Regions from separate parts of the Mus musculus genome. Here regions 2, 3 and 4 are each linked to region 1. Evidence: chromatin contacts called from public ChIA-PET and promoter capture Hi-C data. All regions are on one chromosome and are shown on one strand. Each heading gives the region's core, a stretch centred on a gene start, on an enhancer-like site or on the middle of the called end of the contact. The rest is flanking DNA. Distances are from core to core; before and after follow the strand shown.

Region 1 (4,573 bases), core at 1,405-3,904:
AAAGGAGGAATCCCAGTCTGGCTCTTATCAAAGCCCTGTGTGCGAGTCTCGGGAATCTACGAGGGCAAACCTTGGTCTTTGTCCACAAGGGCAGATTCCCGCTTTGGAGGTCTCTGTGCTTACCAGGGTGTGTTGCAGGTGTGTGTGAGCGTCAGGTAGCGCACCCCCAGCAGGTAGAAACTTCGAAGCACAGCGAGGCTGTTGTCTAGTGAATGGCCACCTTCCACACCAATGAGGCAAGCCAATTTCTGGGTGCTGTTCAGAGCTGTAGGCGTAGGTCAGGTGATTATTTTCAGGAGCTATACAGTAGCTTCATCCATTCCCCCAATACCCTGAATAAATCCACTTAACTTTAACTGAGGTCACAAGTTCCAGCTCAGAATAAGAGGCACATATTCTGCGAATGAGGTCTATCTGCTCCAGAGTGAGACGCAGGGCATCCCGGTCCTGCGTCTGGCATGGTACGTAAGCAGACCAGAACTGGAGGCAAAGCCAGGGGTTGGTTTGTATAGGAGAGCTACCTTGGCCTTACAATGGACAGACTTGTGGGTTTAAAGGCCACATGTAATGAATCTGACCCATCTAGCCACAGGCTTATATTAGGGCTTTTTTTTTTTTTTTTTTTTTAATTTCTTTGTCACTATGGTAACTGAGTTCCCATCTGACTAAATTGTCATTTCTGGGGCACCAATTTCTTCAACCTTCCTCAGCAGCTCTCTCTCTGTGTGTGTGTGTGTGTGTGTGTGTGTGTGTGTGTGTGTGTGTGTGTGTACCTGGGCTCCCACCAAGCCATCTTTAAGCCTATCCAGGCTGGTCTGGCCATGGGTGAAGTTTCTCAGGTTAGCATCTTGTAGTCCATTCTGGTAAAATTGTCTCAGGACAAGAGGCATGTCATTGTGGCTGTAGAAGAGTCAAAAAAGAGGTTAGGTCAAACAAAATTGGCTGAGTACTTCTGCCTGTGATCCTAGCAGTCAGAAGGCTAAGGCAAGAGGATCATTTAAAGTTTCAGGACAGTCTAGTCTAGGCTACTTTTTCATTACGGATGGGTGTGAGCCACCATGTGGTTGCTGGGATTTGAACTTCAGACCTTCGGAAGAGCAGTCAGGTGCTCTTACCCACTGAGCCATCTCACCAGCCCAGTCTAGGCTACTTCTAATGAGCTCTGTAATAATCTGGACACACACACACACTGTGCCCCTTTGGTTTCCAAGTCTAGCAGAACGTATTTCTGACAGCTTCTCCCATCCTTACCATCGTTACCTAGACCATACTGAGATCCCCCAAAACCTGGGCTGGGCTGGGACTCCTCACTAGAGAAGTGATAGAAAGAGGTCACCCACTGCTGATAGGAGACAGCATCTAGGGGTGGGTAGTAGGAGAGGACCTTTATTAGTACAGCAGGCTCCGAACCCTCTGCACCCCAGGTGTATGTTCAACCCCGTTTCATTCTGGCCGCCCCCAAGCCATCCTTACACACCCATCTATAAGCGGGAACTCCTGCATCAGAGCTCTTGCGCGATCTCGCAGGTCTGGGAAATTGGGGTTGCCAGGAGTGGTTGGAATGCTGGAAATGTCGGGCTTGGTGAGTGCTCTGGGGATGCTTGATGTAGTGGAAGCACCAGAGAAGCCTGGTTTTGTCTGGGTCCATATTAGAGGCTGTGAAGGCCCTAACAGCAGCAGCACCAACAGGAACACTGAAAGCCCATGGCCAAGCACCCAATGACCCTTGAGGCCCGTGAGCGACATCTTGCTCAGGGCGGAGCAAGCCGGCACGGATGAGGGTCGCGAAAGCCTGAGAAGGACAGAAGGCAGTGATATAATCCTGAGCCTCAATTTAAGCCACGCACAGACCAGGTCTGGTGAGAAGAGGTTTGAGGTCACCAGATTCCAAACAGCCGCTGTACGGGAAAGAGGTGCATGACATCCGCCAGGGGGAGCTACAGACCTACTATCCCCGTCTTGAAGTGCACTTCCGTGGCCTGCTTCTGTCTAGGTTTCTTTTGTCCAATGTCCCCCCTGTTTACTGTTCCCAAGGGACCAACCCAGGTGATTCCTAGCTGCGACTAGGGACTGTTCTCCAAGAAAGTAGACCCGTGGTGTTTCTTTCACAGTGAAAGGGCCTCTAGCTCTTTGCAGACCACATCTTGTCCCTGACTACCTGCAGCCTTCCCTGACTTCTTCAAGGGACACAAGTACCGAGACACACTGACCTCTCCACCTTATCTACCATCCTCTGAAGACTCCAGCCAGCAACTGGGAACTATTAGGAACACACACCTGCATGCCCCAGCCCTATTCAAGGTGAGGACTGGTCTCCCTCCTCAGCAGATGCTGTGCCCACCCAGGACTCTCCTATTGATCATGTGAGGTAAGAAGAGAGTAAGCACCTGAGTGCTTCAGGGAAATACTTAGTAGCACAGGAACAAAAGTCTGTCAGCTAGAGAGATGGAAGGACATGGAATACCTTCCAGGGCAGCAGAGCCCCCCATCCCAGCACCTTCCTCCTGGGGCTGCAGGCTGACCTCCTACCTCAGTGTGGAAGCCAGGGCAGATGGATAAGCCCTCAGACCTGCTACTTGTGTCCAGCGGCTCCACGCCTGGTGTCTGAGGCTCTTGAGGCCAGAGCTCTCCCAGAAACCTCAAGGACTTAGTTCCTGTCCTTACAAGCCCCACCCTGTTTCCAGCCTGAGCCCTTACCCTCTCTGCTTTCTCCAGGATCAGCCCTGGCTTCATGCATGCACACACAGAACACAGACACCACACACACACATATAACACAGACACCACACATATAACACACACACAAACACATACCATACATGTACACATTTCCCCCCCCCCATACTACACACAAACACACACACACACACACACACACACACACACACTGGCCATGTATGTTTTTGTAGAAGTCCCATCCCTTAAGGCAGTTTCAGGGTCTATGCTTATACTCCATTAAAAAAACCTTTTCTGTTCTGACCCCTGGCCCCCACTGGAGAGGATCCAGTTTTTGCAACCTTCCTCAGGAGGCATGGGGACTTGGAGATGTCAAGAAACCCTCTTTCAAAAAGGAAATGGAGTCTGGACATGATAACATTTGTCCCAGAACTTGAAAGACATAAGCAAGTGTATCTCTGTGAGTTCAAGGCTAGCCTGGTCTACATAATGAGTAGGCCAGATAGAGTTACAGAGCGAGCCCTGTCTCAAATGAATAAATATATTTTGAATTTAAGAAGGAAATGAGCAAACTCTTCGATAAGGAGGCAGAAAATTTGGACTACCCAGGACGATGTATTTGTGTTTTCGGGACTGTACATTAGTGTGCGCTGCCTGTAGTAGTGCTATGCTAAAAGTAGCCAAGTCCTTGCCTGCTATAGCTAGTAAGTAAGTCCTTGCCTGCTATAGCTAGTAAGTAAGTCCTTGCCTGCTATAGCTAGTAAGTAGGTTTCATTGGTAGGCCCACTCTAGACCGCGTATTCCTTTGGGGCTGTGCTTCACACCAAGGTGTTCTTTGCTGGCTTCAGACCTGGCTCCTTTCCCTCCCCTCCCCCACTGCCACTTTCGTGCGGGCCAAGTTGACAAAGGGGAAGAGAAACTCTCAGGTTTTCCGGTCTCCCTGTCACCATTGTGGGTTTGAGGGTAAATATCACACTTGTTTTGTTTTTTTTTTTTTTTTTTTTTTTTTTTTTTTTTTTTTTGGTTTTAGAGCTTTATTATAGAAATGCAGGAGAAAGAGAGAAGGTAGAAAGGAAGAAAAGAGAGAGAGAGAAAGAGAGAGAGAAGAGAGGAAAGAAGAGAAAGAGAAAGAGAAAAGTGAGAGGAGAGGTAAGAGGACAAAGGAATAAGAGAGTGAGGTGCGGGCCGAGCACCCCGCTTGTTCTGTTCTTAATAAGCCCCAGGAAGTTGAAGGGTATAAAGAATACGGCTTGGAGAGAGAGAGAGAGAGAGCTTAGTGCTGAAGACACTGGCTGCTCCTCCAGAGCACCCGGGTTTGATTCCCAGACAAAATATCTATACACATAAATAGAATAAAATCTTGAAGAGAGGAAGGGAGAGAGAGAGGTGATGACTTAAAAGTATCTTCTTCATTGTTCCCTATCTTTTTTGAGGCAGGGTTTCACTGAACCTGAAGCTCATCACTTCAGCGACCCTGACTGGCCAGCAAGCCCAGAGATTCCACCCTCTCCCCCCCCTCCCCCCCTCCCCAGTTCAGGGTGAGAGGCTGCTGTGCCTGACTCTTTGCCTGTGTACCAGGGATCCACACTCAGGCCCACACGCTCATACGTCCTTACCAATAGAGCTAATTCTCCCGCCACTGCAACAGATTACAACATCTATTTACTTATTTCTTTGTGTGTCTACAGGTGTGGAGGTCAGAGAACTGGAAGGGCTTGGGTCTCTGCTCTCATCATGCATGTCTCAGAGACCAAGCTCAGAATGCCAAAGCTGGCAGCAAGCACCTTCACCTGCTGAGCTGCTGAGCATTTTGTTTCTTATGGTTTTTTTTTTAATTTTTAATTTTATTTTATTTTTTTGAGACAGGGTTTTTCTGTATAGCCCTGGCTGTTCTGGA
Region 2 (4,765 bases), core at 1,104-3,603, 280 kb before region 1:
GGATTTCTGAGTTTGAGGCCAGCCTGGTCTACAAAGTGAGTTCCAGGACAGCCAGGGCTATACAGAGAAACCCTGTCTCGAAAAAAAAAAAAACCAAAACAAAAACAAAACAAAAAAGAAAGTCAAAGAGTTTGAGGTCAGCCTGGGCTGCGTGAAACAGAGACACAGAGATAGGGGAACCGAGAATGAGTTAGCAGGAAGGTCGTGGGTATATTATATGAGTACCTAGTGTGCATGTGTCTCACGATTCCATCTCCAATATCACATGTAACTAGGTAACTTAGGTAGTTCTTTCAGATATGTACCCTGCTGGCTTTCTGTTCAAACCTTCTGCTTCTCCCCCTTACAAACTGAATTATGCCCACTATGCCCATTGCCCCTACTCCCTCTGATGCCAGAATCTACCTGTGGGGTTTTATCTCTGTGGAATGTTCTCTTCCTCTAGCCTAATCCTTGACCTGATGCCATCAGCTCCCCAGAGAAAGTCCACCCAGATGTCTTAGTCTTTTGTGATCACCATCTCCCCCAACGCACGCACTCATGAACGCACGCACACACATGCTCTGTAAGTTAGATCAGATATAATTGCCTTGGCCAAGATGGATAGGTCTGCCTCCCTGGGACAGATACCTTCATCCTGGCCTTGACTCGAGACTCCACATTGTCATACTTGGGTGAGCGCCACAGTGCCTTCAGTGGCTTAGGCTGACCCTGTTCCCGGCTGCGTTCCTGGTCTTGGAAGCGCCTCTGAATCTCTTTGATCCGCCTCAAGTTTTCCTTCTCATGGTCCTTTGGATTCTTCCCTGGAAGGGTGCAGGGAGGAATATTGCTAGGGACAGCCCTACCAAATGGCCATGCACCTCGGACTAGATCGAATATAGATTCACACCCTACCCTTGGCAGAAAGACCTCTCAGACAATCTGGGAGATGTCTGGTAGAAGAGAGGCCCTGGGTTCACACACACATACACACACATTTTTAAATACAACCAAGGCCTCTTCATGGAAGTTAGACATCATACCCACAGCACAGTTATCAGCTTATTCCCTTCCACAGTCACCCTCCTGGTTATCTTCTACATTTTATGATTTAGCATACCATTAATCACCGTGTATATTATACACATGGCCTGTCTTGTTCATTGCCTCCAACTGTGACTCCCATACTCCCCCCGCCAATTTTTTTTAAATTCACACATCCCAATTGTAGCCCCTCTACTCCCAGTCCTGCCTGTGCCAAATCCCCCCCCCCCCATTACCCCTTTCTCTTCTCCTCAGAGAAGGGGAAGCCTCCCTTGGATACTACCCTACCCTGGGACGACTCCCATACTTTTTAACCCCGTTTTCCTAACAGCTACAGGGTTTGGCACAAAGTAGGCACTAAGTAAACAATGCTCCATCAAGGTGTGAAAGCTTGAAGCGAGGGCTTTCTGCAGAAGGATAGACTCTGATCCTGCCAGGAGGTATTGTATTTTGCCCTTCTTTTATGCTAGAGAAACTAAGACCCAGAAAAGAACATTAACTGCATGGGCTCAAGGCAATTAAGAAGCACCCTATTTTAATCTCTGCTTTTGACCTAAGAATGCCTCAATACCCCGTCTGCAAGGACTTACTCTTAGGAGAGACCCCCGAACCGAGGGAGATGCACCCCAGTTGCAGCAGCACGTCCCCCACGCCTCGCTGGCCACGCTCTAGGATCTCTCGGGCTTCAGGCCTGATGCGAGGGCCACGAGGAGGACTGGAGTCCAGGTCCCGACCTGAAGTCAGCAGGTCCAGCTTCAACGCGTTTCCTTCCAGGCGTCCTTGGGCTGAGGAGCAAGACGCGGTGGAAAGCCGTGCTCAGGGGTGGGGCGGGGTACTCGCCCCGCCGAGGCACCCCGCAACTCACCCGAGGCCGGCCGCCGGTAGTAGTCCGGGCAGAGAGTGGGGTCTGGGGGGATGGGTCCAGAGATGCGGGACGGGCCCTCGCACATGATCCTACCGCAGCCCTGCAACAGTGCACCAGGGCCTGTTGCGCTGCGCAACTTTCCCCTCTAATCCCTGTCGGGTGCTTCCACCCTCCACCCGAGCCCTGCATCCCCGCGGTAGCCCCCATCACCGAGCCCCACCCCTCGACGACCGCCCGTCTCTAGGCGCAGACTGTACCACCGCCCCGCGACTAGCCCACTGCCCAGAGGGGTTCGCCGCCCCTCCCCCGCCAAGCCCCAGCGAGGGCTCTCACTGGAGCAGTTTTACCGCCAACTGTTGCAAGCCGGTAGGAGTTGCTGTTGCTTGGCAACAAATGGCTTCCTGAGGTCAGGGGTCAAATGACTAAGGCGAACAGCCTTCTGGGGTTTGTAGTTCCAGATGAGGAGTGATTCTAAGTCTCGGGTCTCAACAGGAGCCTTACCTCTCAACCTGTCTCCCCTACCAGCACTGAGTACCAGTCCAGCCCCGCTCTGGGCCTGAGGTTTTCTCTGATCAACTGTCGAGGGATGCACTGATTCCTCATAGCCTATGGCCTCAGAAGGGGCCAAGAGGCAGCCAGAAACCCAGAATGGGGCAGCAGTAGGGTTAGCCCAGGTTGCAGAGAGCCTTGAGGTGACTTGGGCATTTCAAAGCTCGGGAGATGGAGGGGTAGGGCAGGAGAGGTGGGACTCTAGGTAACCCAACCCTCTAACTGCCAGGCCAAGCCCTACAAGTAGAGAGGCCTAAGCTGGTTACCTTCATATTTTGTGGCCAATATGTAGTTAGGAGACACCACCACCCCCCCAACCAAGGGAGATGTACTCCAATTGCAGCAGCTTTGGGCTTTGAATAACTGATCCCCACAATACTTTGCCTGGCCATCGGCTCCCAATGACCTATGTGTATCTTCTAGTGTCCAGGAACAGAAGAGTGTCTGGTGCCGGCACATGAGACCTGCAGGAGCCCAGGCGAAGACAAGTGTCCCGTGGGGCACAGCTTAGAGCCAGAGCTCCAGGAGGAAGGAATAAAGGTGGGAGAGGAAGGGCTCAATGCAGGGGTGGAAGCAGGAGAGGAGAGAGGACCCAAGCCTACGTCATCCATCGTGAGACCAGCTCATGGGCCCAAGAGAAAGTGAGAGGGCTTTCGGAGGGAAGGGCTGGGAAGGTGGGTCTTATGCCCGGAGATTCCTAAATCCCCATTCCTTCAAGGCAGAGATTCTTGTCTTTGACCAATACCCCTCACTCCCAACTCTAGAACTTGGGGGCTGGGGGGTTGGTATGGATTTGGGACTTCTAGATCTTGCAAGGAGACTGAGCTACCATAAATGCTGAGCCTCTACTGGGCTTGGAGCTTCACTGTCTAAGAAATGGACAGCTAACTAGCTCTAGTGGACAGGCAGGGGTAAGCCCTAGGCTCAAGATATAGGAACCAAAGACTGAAGCCTGCCTCTTTCAGGCCTCTTGTCCCAGGTTTGGGTTCCCCAGCCCTCCCAGGGCCAAGCACCATGTCCATCCTAGGTCAGAAGTTGAGCTGCCACCGGGGGTGCTGCAGAAGAAGGAGGAGCCAGAAGGCAGCCACAGTGAATCCTCACTGTCCTCGAAACAGCACAAAAAAGCCAAGAAACGCAAGAGTGGCGGGGCTCCTGTGCCGCCCGCTGTGGCCAGCGCATCCGCACCCGCCGCCGAGACCTTGGGGTTGGAGCGTGAGTGGCAGTCCCTGGGCTCTTCTCTTGTTTTCTTTGTCTTCTGAGGCTGACATGGCACAGCCTGGTGTTCTAGCCTTTGCTCTGCCTTGGGTTCTTGCAGGAAAAGCCCAGCGCCTGCGGCCACTGTACCAATACATCAACTACTGCAACCCAGAGCTGAATCAGGAGGAGGACGGGGACAGGGAGCCCGAGGTAGAGCCTGAGGCCGAGTTAGCACTGGTTCCCGAGGAGCCGGGCGTGGAACAGCTGCAGCTGCAGACCTTGCTGCCCGTGGCAGGTGAGCTGGGCTTAGGCCTTGCTTTACCCTGCCCTAATCCGTTAGTGCCACTGACCCATAATCTTCCTCCTCTGGTAGAGGAGGTTGGAGAGGAGCCTGGGGGTCTGTCTAGTCTGAGGGTGAGTGGCAGCCTCAAGGCTGAGGTGGATAAGACGACGCAAGTGGATATCGACAAGATGTTGAGTGTCTGTGCTGCCCCTCTTGTGCCCCCTCTATCCCCTCAGTACAAGTGACCATCTAGCCACTGAGAATACCCCTGGTCTAGGCCTAAACCATGGCTCTAAGTCCATCGGCCTAAGCCATCAGGTGGAGGAAGGAATTTTAGTCTTTGTCTACACTTGAGAATTTGCGCTCACTGAAAATAAACATTTCCCCCCTTTTAGAATGTGATTCTTCAAATATGATGCCTGCATTGGGAAAGAGGTTGGGGAGCAGGGAGGAGGATGGCTGGTCGTGTGGATCAGTGGGGACCTTGAATGACGGATTCCTGAGTACTACCAGATTTGTGTCAGAGAACATGTCTACTCACCCCAGATTGGGAGTCCAAGGCAGACCAAAGTACACAGACCACCAAAGTCTGACTCCGTGAAACAATGGGTTTTAATGGGGTGACTTTTTTTTTTTTTTTTTGAGACATGGTTTCTCTGTATAGCCCTGGCTGTCCTGGAACTCACTCTGTAGACCAGGCTGGCCTCAAACTCAGAAATCTGCCTGCCTCTGCCTCCCAAGTGCTGGGATTAAAGGCCTGTGCCACCACGCCCGACTTAATGGGGTGACTTGGTGGGGGGCAGAAATCACACAAAGACAGTTTGCATCACCAAAGCTCATCCTAGCAT
Region 3 (5,079 bases), core at 1,909-4,408, 310 kb before region 1:
TGATAGACCTGAAGTCTTGCTGCTCTTGTACAGCAAGTGTCACCAGAGATGCTGATGGGAGAGAGCCTGTGCTCTTGAGATCTGCTTAAGGAAGGCTTAGGGTCCATCTCTGTTCTTAGCCAGGCCCAGGGGAGTAGAGAGAAGCTTGGTTCAACCTTGGAGAGATAAAGAGCATTGGTAATGGTAAAAGGGCCTGAGAGCAAGCTCAGGTAGTAATTCTTGTTCCTTAGCTGTGTGCATATGTAACAGAAAGTCCCTTTAACAGAACAGCTAGCTTTCACCTGCATCGTCAGCATGGGTATTCAAATTACCTTAAAACCTAAGAGTACATCTGTCTTGGTGGAAAGGCTCGGATAGGAAGTGAGGTTCTAATGAAGACAAAGACAGAATGGTGCTCTTGAACGACTCATGCTTCCTCTCTTGTGTGTCCATTAAACCCCTCAATATCAGAAGTCAGTCATCACTGTTAGGTCAGTTACTGAGCCTGCGTCTATAATCTGTAACGTGTACCCTACCCCTGGCCTGTCTTCAGCCCGTTTGCACCTGAGTGAGCCTTCATTGGTTTTATTTAGGTCCTCTTGTAGTAAAACCCACCTGTCGCGAGTTAAGTCTTGCCGATGCACCAGGGGCCCTCATCCCGTGTTCCTCAGCAAACAGTTGATTTGTTCTGTTGGGAGTTCCGCCTTCACCTGGAAAACTGTAAAAGAGTGGTGTTGGTTGGTTTTGTCACTCCTCCACAGGCCACTAACCCAAGGCATAGAACTAATTCAGTGTAAATCTGGCCTTGGTCTTGAGGGTGCTTCTACTTGGGCATTGCTATAGCCCTTTGGCAGTCAATCATTTTAACCAGAAAAAAATCCCTGTGGGGTAGGTTTTCTCTATTTTTGACATCGCAGAGTTGCCATGGTAAACAAGACACACATCTCAAAGGAAACATTGAAGCCGGGCATGCTAGCACACCACTACAATACCAGCACTGGGGAGGAGGAGGCAGCAGTTCCAAGGCTCTGTAGCTCCCACCATTCCATCTACTTGGAAGTGAAGCAGAAAAGATCGCTACAAGTTTAAACCCAGCATGGACTACTTAGTACCCGGCAGCCAGGGATGGCAAGACACTATGCCAACAAAAAGGGGACTGGAGAGATGACTCAGTGCTTATGAGTACTTGCTGCTCCTGCAGAAGACTGGAACTTGGTTCCCAGCACCCACTGCAGACAGGTCACAACTACCTATAGGTGACCTGATGCCCTTCCGGGCTCTGTGGGCACCCATACACAGATACACACACACACAAAATTAAGTTCTGAGAATAATTAGTGTCAAAAGCTTCCAAAAGACTAGTGAGGTTAGGTGTCAAGAAAAACTCATTTACTTTGCTTTCAAAACCCACATTCTTCACAATAACGTGCACGAGAGTAAATTTTGTCACCCTATAAGTCATTTGTGACTTCAGATGGCCTTAGAGTTAAATTTCAGGCTCGGGCTAAGAGGCATAGGGGCCTTCTGGTTCTGCAGCTCTTTTGTATCAGCTCCAGCGAGGCCGTCCCTGTCGGCCTTTATATGTCATACCATATACTTGCCTAAGTGTCACTGCCTTCCTCCAAGTTGTTTCTCCTTTATATCTACTTTCCACCTTCTATGTTTCGGTGGAAGTTGGCAAGTCGGCAAACATGTTAAAGGGCTGTCGCTTCACAGCACAAGAAATTGAACTCCGGTTTCATGTAGATAAATACTACTGCCATTAGCCATTTTATTTTGAAGACACGGGGTCTCTCTGTGTTGTCCAGGTTAGCCAGAAAGTCCTGGGCTTAACATGAACCAGAGTGACTGGGACTTGGTGGAGAGGGTCCCGCTTAGAGGACACTCCCAAGTCATCCTCTGTCTGGGAAAGGTAGAGATGGGACAGAAGCCTAAGAGATTATAATACATAGTTGCTTCTGCTCTCCAAGACTTTGTCTTTCTCTTTTGCTGAACTGTGGGTAGGGCAGTTAGAAGTGGGATTTAATGAAGTCTGTGGGGTGGGGGTGTGTGGGTAAGATCTGAATCAGCCCCTTTTGTAGGGTAGCATGCTTCTGGCTAGTATACTCATCCCAGCTCTAGGCTCAAGTGAATCCTCCCTGAACTTCAATGCAGACAACCTGAGAACACAAATACCAGCACCAGCCTTCAGTGAGATTCAGGTCATAAATTAGCTACAGATGTTCCCAAAGAGCCCGCATCTAAATGAGAGGAACCTGTTACAAAGGATTATGGCTAATCTGGTTTTTGAGACAAGGACTATAGACCAGAATGACCTCAAACTCAAGAGTCCTCCTGCCTGGACCTCCCAATTAAAAGCAGGCACCAACCATGGTCCAGTCAAAAAGTCTGGCACACCTCTAAAAAGTGCAGCCCAGGCCGGGTGGTGGTGGCGCACGCCTTTAATCTCAGCACTTGGGAGGCAGAGGCAGGTGGATTTCTGAGTTCGAGGCCAGCCTGGTCTATACAAAGTGAGCTCCAGGACAGCCCAGGCTACGCAGAGAAACCCTGTCTCGGGGAGAAAAAAAAAAAAAAAAGGGTGCAGCCCAGCCTCTTTTCTTCCTGCCTGTTTTTACAGTGCTGGGATTACAAATAGGTTGCCAGACTCTTAAATTCGTATCTGAGCAGGGCAGAACCTTGGGTGGTGGGTAATTTTTACTGCACAGAGACACAACTGCTCTGGCTTCCTTTGAGTTACTCCAACCTACCCAACCTGTGTCTTGGGATAGATCAAGTTAGTTAGGCCTTTGGCATCCCCTGGAGGGTGGCGTCCCCTGGTGTTTGCGCCCGGGACTACGGGGCAGGGTGGAAGTAGGGCACCAGGCAAGGGGTGAAAAGGCAAGACCCTCTCCCCTACACACCACACCCATGAGTACCCGAGTACGCGGAAGGAAAAGTCCCTGAGCGACAGCAACAGTCAAGATTCGACCATCCTCCCACAACCTCCCACCCGGGGCGAACTCAGCCAACGAAGCCGGGGCGGGGAGGGGCCGGGCCGGGGGCGGCCTGGCAGGAAGAAGCGCGTACCTTCCGCTGCAGGAGGAGCAGGTGGCTGCACTGCTGCCTGGGCCCCTGGCTTCCTGTGTACGCTCCTGCCGGCTGCTTTTTCCCGCCAGAGCTCATTGGGCCGTCCCGGCCCTATGGCACAGACCCCAGACGACATATCCTGTGAACTGCGAGGTAAGCCCTGGGAGCCCACCTGGCCATGAAGAGCCTGACTCCAAACCAGACCTCTCCTCTCGGCGCCTTAGGGAACTTGACCAGGGGTTTTTGTTCTGGAGGGAGGGCCAGTGCCTAAAAGTCCGCTTCATTTCTTCCTAGCTGATCCACACATGAATACCTGGGCACTCAGTCTAGCACAGACCTTGGGCACAGAGTGGCCCTAATAGAGGAGCCAAAGTCACCCAGTAGACTGTCTTTCCACAGGCGAGATCACCAGGTTCCTGTGGCCCAAGGAGGCGGAGCTGCTGTTGAAAACCTGGCTTCCCCAGGAGGGTGCCGAGCAAAGCCATATCCTGGTATGGTAGCCAGGAGTGAAGCTCAGGACAGTGGCCAGACCCTGCACAAAGAAACTTGATTTCCCTAGAGTATTAGTCTTTTGTCTCCCCCCAGGCACTGCTTCGATGGAGGGCATATTTGCTGCACACCTGCCTTCCCCTGAGGGTGAGTCCCAGGCCGGGCCAACACCCCTTCCCCTTCAGCAAGGGACTGCCTTGCGCAGCTGTCTTCTTTGCCCATGCTGGCTTTTACTTTCCAACAGCAGACAGGAGGGAAGTCTGGGCAGGTCTAGCTCAGGATGCCACAAAATCATGGGCTGTGGAGAGAGGACCTGGGTTCAATTCTCCCACCACCAGGTGGGCTCACAAGTGGTTGGAACTCTAGTTCGAAGGCACCCACCACCGTCTTCTGGCATCTTTGGGAACCAGGCACACAAGAGTGGTACAGAGACAAACATGCCAGCAAACACCCAATAGTACAATTTTTAAATTTTAAGAACAAGCTAGGAGGTGGTGGTGCACGCCTTTAGTCCTGGCACTAGGGAGACAGAGGCAGGCAGGCCTGGTCTACAGAGTGAGCTCCAGGACAGCCAGGTCTACACAGAGAAACCCTGTCTCAGGAAAGAGAAAGAAAGAAAGAAAGAAAGAAAGAAAGAAAGAAAGAAAGAAAGAAAGAAAGAACGAACTAGGCTCAAGAGAGTAGCAACAGTCAGTTGGAATGACTCTGATGCTTTCCAGGTGGACTGTACATTCAGCTACCTGGAGGTCCAGGCCATGGCACTACAGGAAACACCCCCTCGGGTAAGAAAGCTGGACCCCAACTTGAACATACACTCCGCTTGATCATTTATTCCTACACATATCACTCTGAATGGACAGCGCTTCCACCACACAGGGATCCAAAAGGCTCCTCCTTCCCCAGGTCACCTTTGAGCTGGAGTCCCTGCCTGAACTGGTCCTGGAGTTTCCCTGTGTGGCTGCCCTCGAACAGCTGGCTCAGCATGTAGCTGCTGCCATCAAAAAGGTCTTCCCTCGCTCAACCCTTGGGTGAGGCTTAGAAAATCCAAGGGGTGGGGCAGGGCCTCAGTGAAAGCTTTTCATCCTTCAAGGAGCTAGAAGTCCCTTTTGCCTCTTCTCCTTATCCCCTGCCTAGGAAGCTATTCCGGAAGCCCACACCCTCGTCTCTGCTGGCTCGACTGGAGAGAAGCCATCCCTTAGAGTCCACCATACCCAGCAGTCCGTGCGGTGAGGGCCAAGTCAGAGCCGCATAAACCTTCCAGTTTGCCTCCATGCAATCCTAGTCTCTTGGTATTGGGGGGGCTCCCCAAAGTGAACAGGGCCACTTTTATCACTGCCGCCATCTACTATGGGGCTGACCTTCCCCTGTCTCTGACTTAGTGCCTGTCTGTTTCCCTATCACTCCCCCGACACCTCTCTAGGTGGCTTCTTGGAAACATACGAAGCTCTGTGCGATTACAATGGCTTCCCATTCCGAGAGGAGATTCAGTGGGTGAGGGTAGGGCCCTTTTGGGGGAGTTCTGGGGATGTTTGACGCCCCTTGTGT
Region 4 (4,650 bases), core at 1,906-4,405, 260 kb before region 1:
AATGTGTGTGTATAAAATATATATAGACATGCATATTTAATTTTAATTAATTTTATAACCTTTATTATTTAACAACAAAAAAATCTTTTAAATAAAACAAGCACATCAAAGTTAACCAGAGCTAGTCTGTATCTATAGCTCAGTGAATTTCTATAAAATTAATGTAGCCATTCTGAACTTCAGGCTGGGTGCTACAGTTTCACTATGGAATGTATCTTACGCACTTGTCCATCACCAGTCATGAAGCATCCCTGGCAGACCTAGACCTAGAAGAACAATTACCTTCTTACCCTCTTATAACTCATACTGGGGAGCGGGCTCGCTGGGGCCTGCGGGCGTGCTTGAGGACTTACTGGATTTGGAAACCGTGTAAAAACCGGGCGTGGTGGCGTGTACAAATAACCTCAATGCTTAGGGCCGGGGAAACAGAGGCAGACAGACAGAGCCCTCGGGTTTACTGGCTGGCCAATCCAACTGAAACGGTCAATTCTAGGTTCAGTGTCTCAAAAAAAAAAAAAAAGTCGATAGGGCTGGAGAGCTGATTCAGTGTTTAAGGATGCCTACCGTTCTTGTAGAAGACCCAAGTTCGAGTCCCAGCATCCACACTGGGCAGCTCATTGTGGGTTATGTGGGGCTCCTTGGGCACCTGCCTGCACTCACATGTACCCCTCTACACAAAATTAGAAATAAAATTACCCAATATCAACCTCTAGCCTTCATATGTATCATGAAAGTTACATACATTCCTACACAGAATATGTACAAACGCATACTACAAACATAAGATCAAGAAAATACTCTAACAAAAAGGAAAAGCAATTTTGCCTACATCCCAAGACCTAAGTTATGAAGTTATTGTATCTTAAATTCCTGGGCCTCAGCTCCATTTCTGTCTTTTGTTTGGGGCACTGGGGACGGACCTCAAAGCCTCATGCACACTAACTCTATCTACCCCTGAGTTATACCTCTATGCTCTAAGGGGCCTCAGATTCAAAGGAAAACTTTGAGGAGTCAGTTGAATTCCACCATGTGAGTTCAAGCCATCAAACTCAGCTCTTAGCTTTGGCAGCAAGCACCTTTACCCACCAAGCCATCTCATTGCGCTCTCTCTCTCTCTCTCTCTCTCTCTCTCTCTCTCTCTCTCTGGTTTTTTCGAGACAGGGTTTCTCTGTGTAGCCCTGGCTATCCTGGAACTCACTCTGTAGACCAGGCTGGCCTTGAACTCAGAAATCTGCCTGCCTCTGCCTCCCAAGTGCTGGGATTAAAGGCATGCGCCACCACCGCCCGGCTTCTCTTCTCTTTTCTTTTTCCTTTTCTTTCCTAAACACAAATTTTCACATGTTCTAGGCTGTCCTTGAACTCGTAACGGAGCCAAAAATGATTCCTGCCCTACTGCCTAAAAGCTAGGACTAAGTGTTGAGGTTTTGTCTTTTACTGTTTATTTTAATGCTAAGTGCAGCCCCTTAGAGTCGGCTCGTAGCCCCTGTGACCCTGCCCCAAATTATTTCTGATTGGTGAGTAAAGATGCCAACAGCCAATAGCTGGGCAGAAGAGACATAGGTGGGGTTTAGTTTCCTAAACTTGGGGGTGGGGGAGGGGGAGGAGGAGGAGGAGGAGAATGATAGAAGGAAGGAGCAACCGCCATGGGTTTGCTGAACCATAAAAACATGGCCCTGAGGGCTGGCCAACTAGAGTTAAGAGCAGCTCAGATGAAACATATTAAGTAGTAAGTAAGAACTCTGGGGTATCGATAGGAAAGTAGATTCTAATATCACAGAGGCTAGGCAGCTGCCCAGCTCTTATGCTGATTAAAGCTTATTGTAAATATAAAGGCTGTGTGTGTTTTTTTTTTAATCCAGGAACTTAATAAACCAAAGGCAGGGTAGAAACCCTGGGCCAGGATTTAAAGTTCCTACAACATATACCACCATCCGAGTGGGTTAAGTCTTTCGTAGTTCTTGAGACTGAATCCTGGTTTTCATAAATGCAGGCAAACACTCTACCAACTGAACTATACCCCAGCCCTTCAGTTTCTTTCATTGACAACAAAGACAGTTGGGTCTGTGACCCTTCATCCACAGTTTGCAGCAAACCACCCAGGAAGTTTGCCCAGAGAGAATGGCACCCACCCCAGAGAGGCAGGAAATCTGAGGTGCTTGAGAAATTACTTCTATCCCAGGTGACATTGCTTCTTTGGTGGTGCTGTGCAGGGAACCTTGCAGGGCAGGGTGGAGTGTGGGATATGGTGTGTGGGGTGGGGTGTACCACACCACACAAGTTCTGTGAGAACACACAGCGGGTGCTGGACTGGACACTGCACGGGGCACCAGCAAGCCTCACTGTTCTTTTACTTCAAGTCTCAAAGGCTAGAGGCTACGGTTCTAACAGACATGGGAAGGAGGAATGGTGAAAACCTGGACCTGTGTCACATGTCACATACCTGCAAGTCTGTGTCAGCGCTGTGTGCCTCACACTGCTGTCTTCACCAAACCCCGTGTCTGTCATAGGCTCACCACATTATATTCCAGCCCACGAGACATGCTGAGGTAGATGGAAGCTTCAGGGAACTGTGAAAATTTCTCTTGTGCTCCAGGTCTAAAGGAGCTGAGCTGAAGTTAGACTGTTCCAACAGCTACCGCCTAAGTGACTGTCTTGTCTTCCTCCAATTCTAAAAGGACTGCAGTTACAGCGCTTAGATCCTTAATTAAGAACAACAGTAACACAAAGAAAAATAGCAAGAGAGACAGATCCTGTAACAGAAGAAGAGAAGAGAAGAGAAGAGAAGAGAAGAGAAGAGAAGAGAAGAGACGAGATGAGACGAGACACCAGGATCAGTGGCACACACATAATCCCAGCACTCAGAAGGGTGAGGCAGGAGTGTGAGTTGGGGGATAGCCGGAGCTACATAGTAAACTCTTATTTCAAGATCTATATGATGAAAAGAAGAACCTGCCTATAGTTCACAGGCAAGAGGAACTCACTAGGAACCTGAAGAACAGCTCACCAGGTCACACCCAGTCAGGTTCCCAGGAGAGTGGACATGTGAGCAGGCTATTCTGTGGTGTGTGTCAGGAAAGCCAGGCCTGACAGAGCACCTTCCTGCTGTCTGGCAATACCAGATTGCAGTTTGCCAGGAAGGGTGGTGCTCATTACAGCCAAGGGCTGACAAAGCACAGGAAGCGGGAGCCTTCTAGACAACCTCCTCTCCTTCCTGTGGTGCTGCTTGCTACAGCGGGACAGAACAAACACATCCATCACATCTGAGGGTCCGGGGGTCCGGGGAAGTGCTGACCTCCCCACAGCAGGCTGGACAGTGAAGGAGGGCAGCCGTCTCTAGCTCCTTGATGGGCTGAGCTTCTGCCCCGAGGGTTAGTGGTGAATAGGGAGCAGAGAGGGTTAGAGCTTTTAGAATCTCCAGCATGTCCTTCCCCACCTCTGCCCCAGCGATATCCCAGAGCACCACTACCCGCAGGTGCAGACAAAGAAGGAATGGCCAGGCCTAGGAGAGGGCCGGGCACTGTGGAGGACTGCCCAGAGGAGGAAACACAGTCTGCCGCTGTAGCCTGAAGATGCATACCTAGAGCCTTCACGGATATCTGCCGGGTGAGCGGAGGTGGGATGTTGATGCAGACCAGGTCTACGTCTTGATGCAGCAAGACGTCGTCTGTGCGGCTGGTGTAGAAGGTGATGTTCATCTCCTCGGCCAGCTGCTTTGCCTCTTCCTCAGTCTTCCCCCACAGGGCCTCCACGGTGAAGCCCTCTGCCCTCAGCAGCGGGACCAGGACCCGGGCTGAGCTGCCAGTCCCGAACACACCGACTCCTGGGAGCAGCTTCATCCTGGCCTCTGCTCAAGCACTCATGTCCTTACAAGGGTCCCCGGGATGCAGCTGACCGTCCCGTCATCCTGATCAAACATGGCTCCTAAAACAGAAATGAACTGGTCAGCGGCAGAGATTACACTCAGAGGAGCCTAGATTCTAAGGCAATTTGGAAGCAACAAGCTCTCTGTCCCCGAAACACAAAGTATTTTTCCAAAATAAAAAGCTGAAGAATCTTGTTCCTGGCACACTGGATACCACCGTCACCTACTGGACACAGAGAAAACAAGTAAACTATGAAAAGTAGGGTCAAGTCCTTATTCTACCTAACCCTGGTCAAGTGATTTAGCCTTCAAGGCTTCAACTACAAAATAAAGATCTTTAGACTTCCTTCTAAAAAGCATTGTGTGTGTGTGTGTGTGTGTGTGTGTGTGTGTGTTTGTGTGTATACCTGAGTATATAGGGTTTGAGACTCCAAATCAAAAACACAAAAAGAAATGGTTCTCTTTTCCTTTTTTTGCAAACAGATGTTCACCCTGGAGCACTTGGAAGTCCAAAGAAGGAGTATTGTATGCGTAAGGCCAGCCTGGTCGATGAGCAAGAGTCTGTCTCAAAAAAAAAAAGCTGAAAAAATATTAAAAAAAAAACCAAAACAGAGGGGGCTGGAGAGATAGCTCAGTGGTTAAAAGCACTGACTGATCTTCCAGAGGTCCTGAGTTCAACTCCCAGCAACCACATGGTGGCTCACAACCATCTGTAATGGGATCTGTTGCCGTCTTCTAGTGGGTGTCTGAAGACAGCTACAGTGTAGTCATATAAATAAAAAATAAAT

The links. Promoter capture Hi-C pulls out the DNA fragments that hold promoters and counts their contacts. ChIA-PET counts read pairs in DNA pulled down with a chosen protein or histone mark. Capture Hi-C pulls out chosen DNA fragments and counts their contacts.
Region 2: a contact with region 1 is called in a promoter capture Hi-C map of liver. The contact joins the promoter of 4933405L10Rik here to the promoter of Dpep2 in region 1. A contact is called at or near these places in 26 of 39 promoter capture datasets (the 3T3-L1 cell line, 3T3-L1-derived adipocytes, the C10 cell line and 17 more), 6 of 15 datasets of contacts at CTCF or cohesin (the NIH/3T3 cell line, embryonic stem cells, large pre-B cells and 2 more), 18 of 484 Hi-C or Micro-C datasets (B cells, the Ba/F3 cell line, CD4 T cells and 10 more), 19 of 115 datasets of contacts at active chromatin or transcription factors (the 230-238 cell line, bone marrow-derived macrophages, craniofacial prominence and 14 more) and 5 of 9 other capture datasets (adipose tissue, embryonic stem cells, liver and 2 more).
Region 3: a contact with region 1 is called in an RNA polymerase II ChIA-PET map of memory CD8 T cells, with 103 read pairs. The contact joins the promoter of Carmil2 here to the promoter of Dpep2 in region 1. A contact is called at or near these places in 7 of 39 promoter capture datasets (the 3T3-L1 cell line, the C10 cell line, the HPC-7 cell line and 4 more), 1 of 115 datasets of contacts at active chromatin or transcription factors (memory CD8 T cells) and 4 of 9 other capture datasets (adipose tissue, embryonic stem cells, liver and 1 more).
Region 4: a promoter capture Hi-C map of pre-B cells shows a contact between it and region 1. The contact joins the enhancer-like site here to the promoter of Dpep2 in region 1. A contact is called at or near these places in 10 of 39 promoter capture datasets (the C10 cell line, the HPC-7 cell line, HPC-7-derived erythroid cells and 6 more), 2 of 484 Hi-C or Micro-C datasets (the G1E-ER4 cell line and nephron progenitors), 1 of 115 datasets of contacts at active chromatin or transcription factors (pancreatic cancer cells) and 2 of 9 other capture datasets (adipose tissue and liver).

What each region holds. Positions count from the first base shown.
Region 1 is chr8:105,989,119-105,993,691 of GRCm38.p6, forward strand. Dpep2 (dipeptidase 2) reads right to left here and starts at 2,655. Exons shown (of 11, transcript NM_001301204.1): 1 at 2,530-2,655; 2 at 1,478-1,792; 3 at 774-900; 4 at 351-480; 5 at 124-265. The coding sequence starts at 1,746.
Region 2 is chr8:105,705,936-105,710,700 of GRCm38.p6, forward strand. It overlaps 4933405L10Rik (RIKEN cDNA 4933405L10 gene), which reads left to right and starts at 2,354. Exons shown (of 4, transcript NM_027655.2): 1 at 2,354-2,580; 2 at 2,861-3,078; 3 at 3,465-3,649; 4 at 3,726-4,310. The coding sequence starts at 2,497. The coding sequence ends at 4,162. It overlaps Enkd1 (enkurin domain containing 1), which reads right to left and starts at 2,273. Exons shown (of 8, transcript NM_198299.2): 1 at 2,222-2,273; 2 at 1,889-1,988; 3 at 1,614-1,808; 4 at 631-803. The coding sequence starts at 1,973.
Region 3 is chr8:105,683,116-105,688,194 of GRCm38.p6, forward strand. It overlaps Carmil2 (capping protein regulator and myosin 1 linker 2), which reads left to right and starts at 3,159. Exons shown (of 39, transcript NM_001357333.1): 1 at 3,159-3,198; 2 at 3,445-3,536; 3 at 3,631-3,681; 4 at 4,254-4,316; 5 at 4,438-4,562; 6 at 4,669-4,760; 7 at 4,955-5,025. The coding sequence starts at 3,159. Gm33578 (a long non-coding RNA gene) reads right to left here and starts at 3,105. Exons shown (of 2, transcript XR_387987.3): 1 at 3,046-3,105; 2 at 1-697.
Region 4 is chr8:105,724,411-105,729,060 of GRCm38.p6, forward strand. Gfod2 (glucose-fructose oxidoreductase domain containing 2) reads right to left here. Exons shown (of 3, transcript NM_027469.5): 2 at 3,578-3,921. The coding sequence starts at 3,836. Among named protein-coding and RNA genes, the nearest start is that of 4933405L10Rik, 18 kb to the left of the region's middle. Within about 2 kb of position 3,156, at least 69 of the 459 cell types and tissues checked have an H3K27ac peak or open chromatin away from gene starts, as enhancers often do. A contact at or near this core is called in the HPC-7 cell line, adipose tissue and pre-B cells, where this site is marked.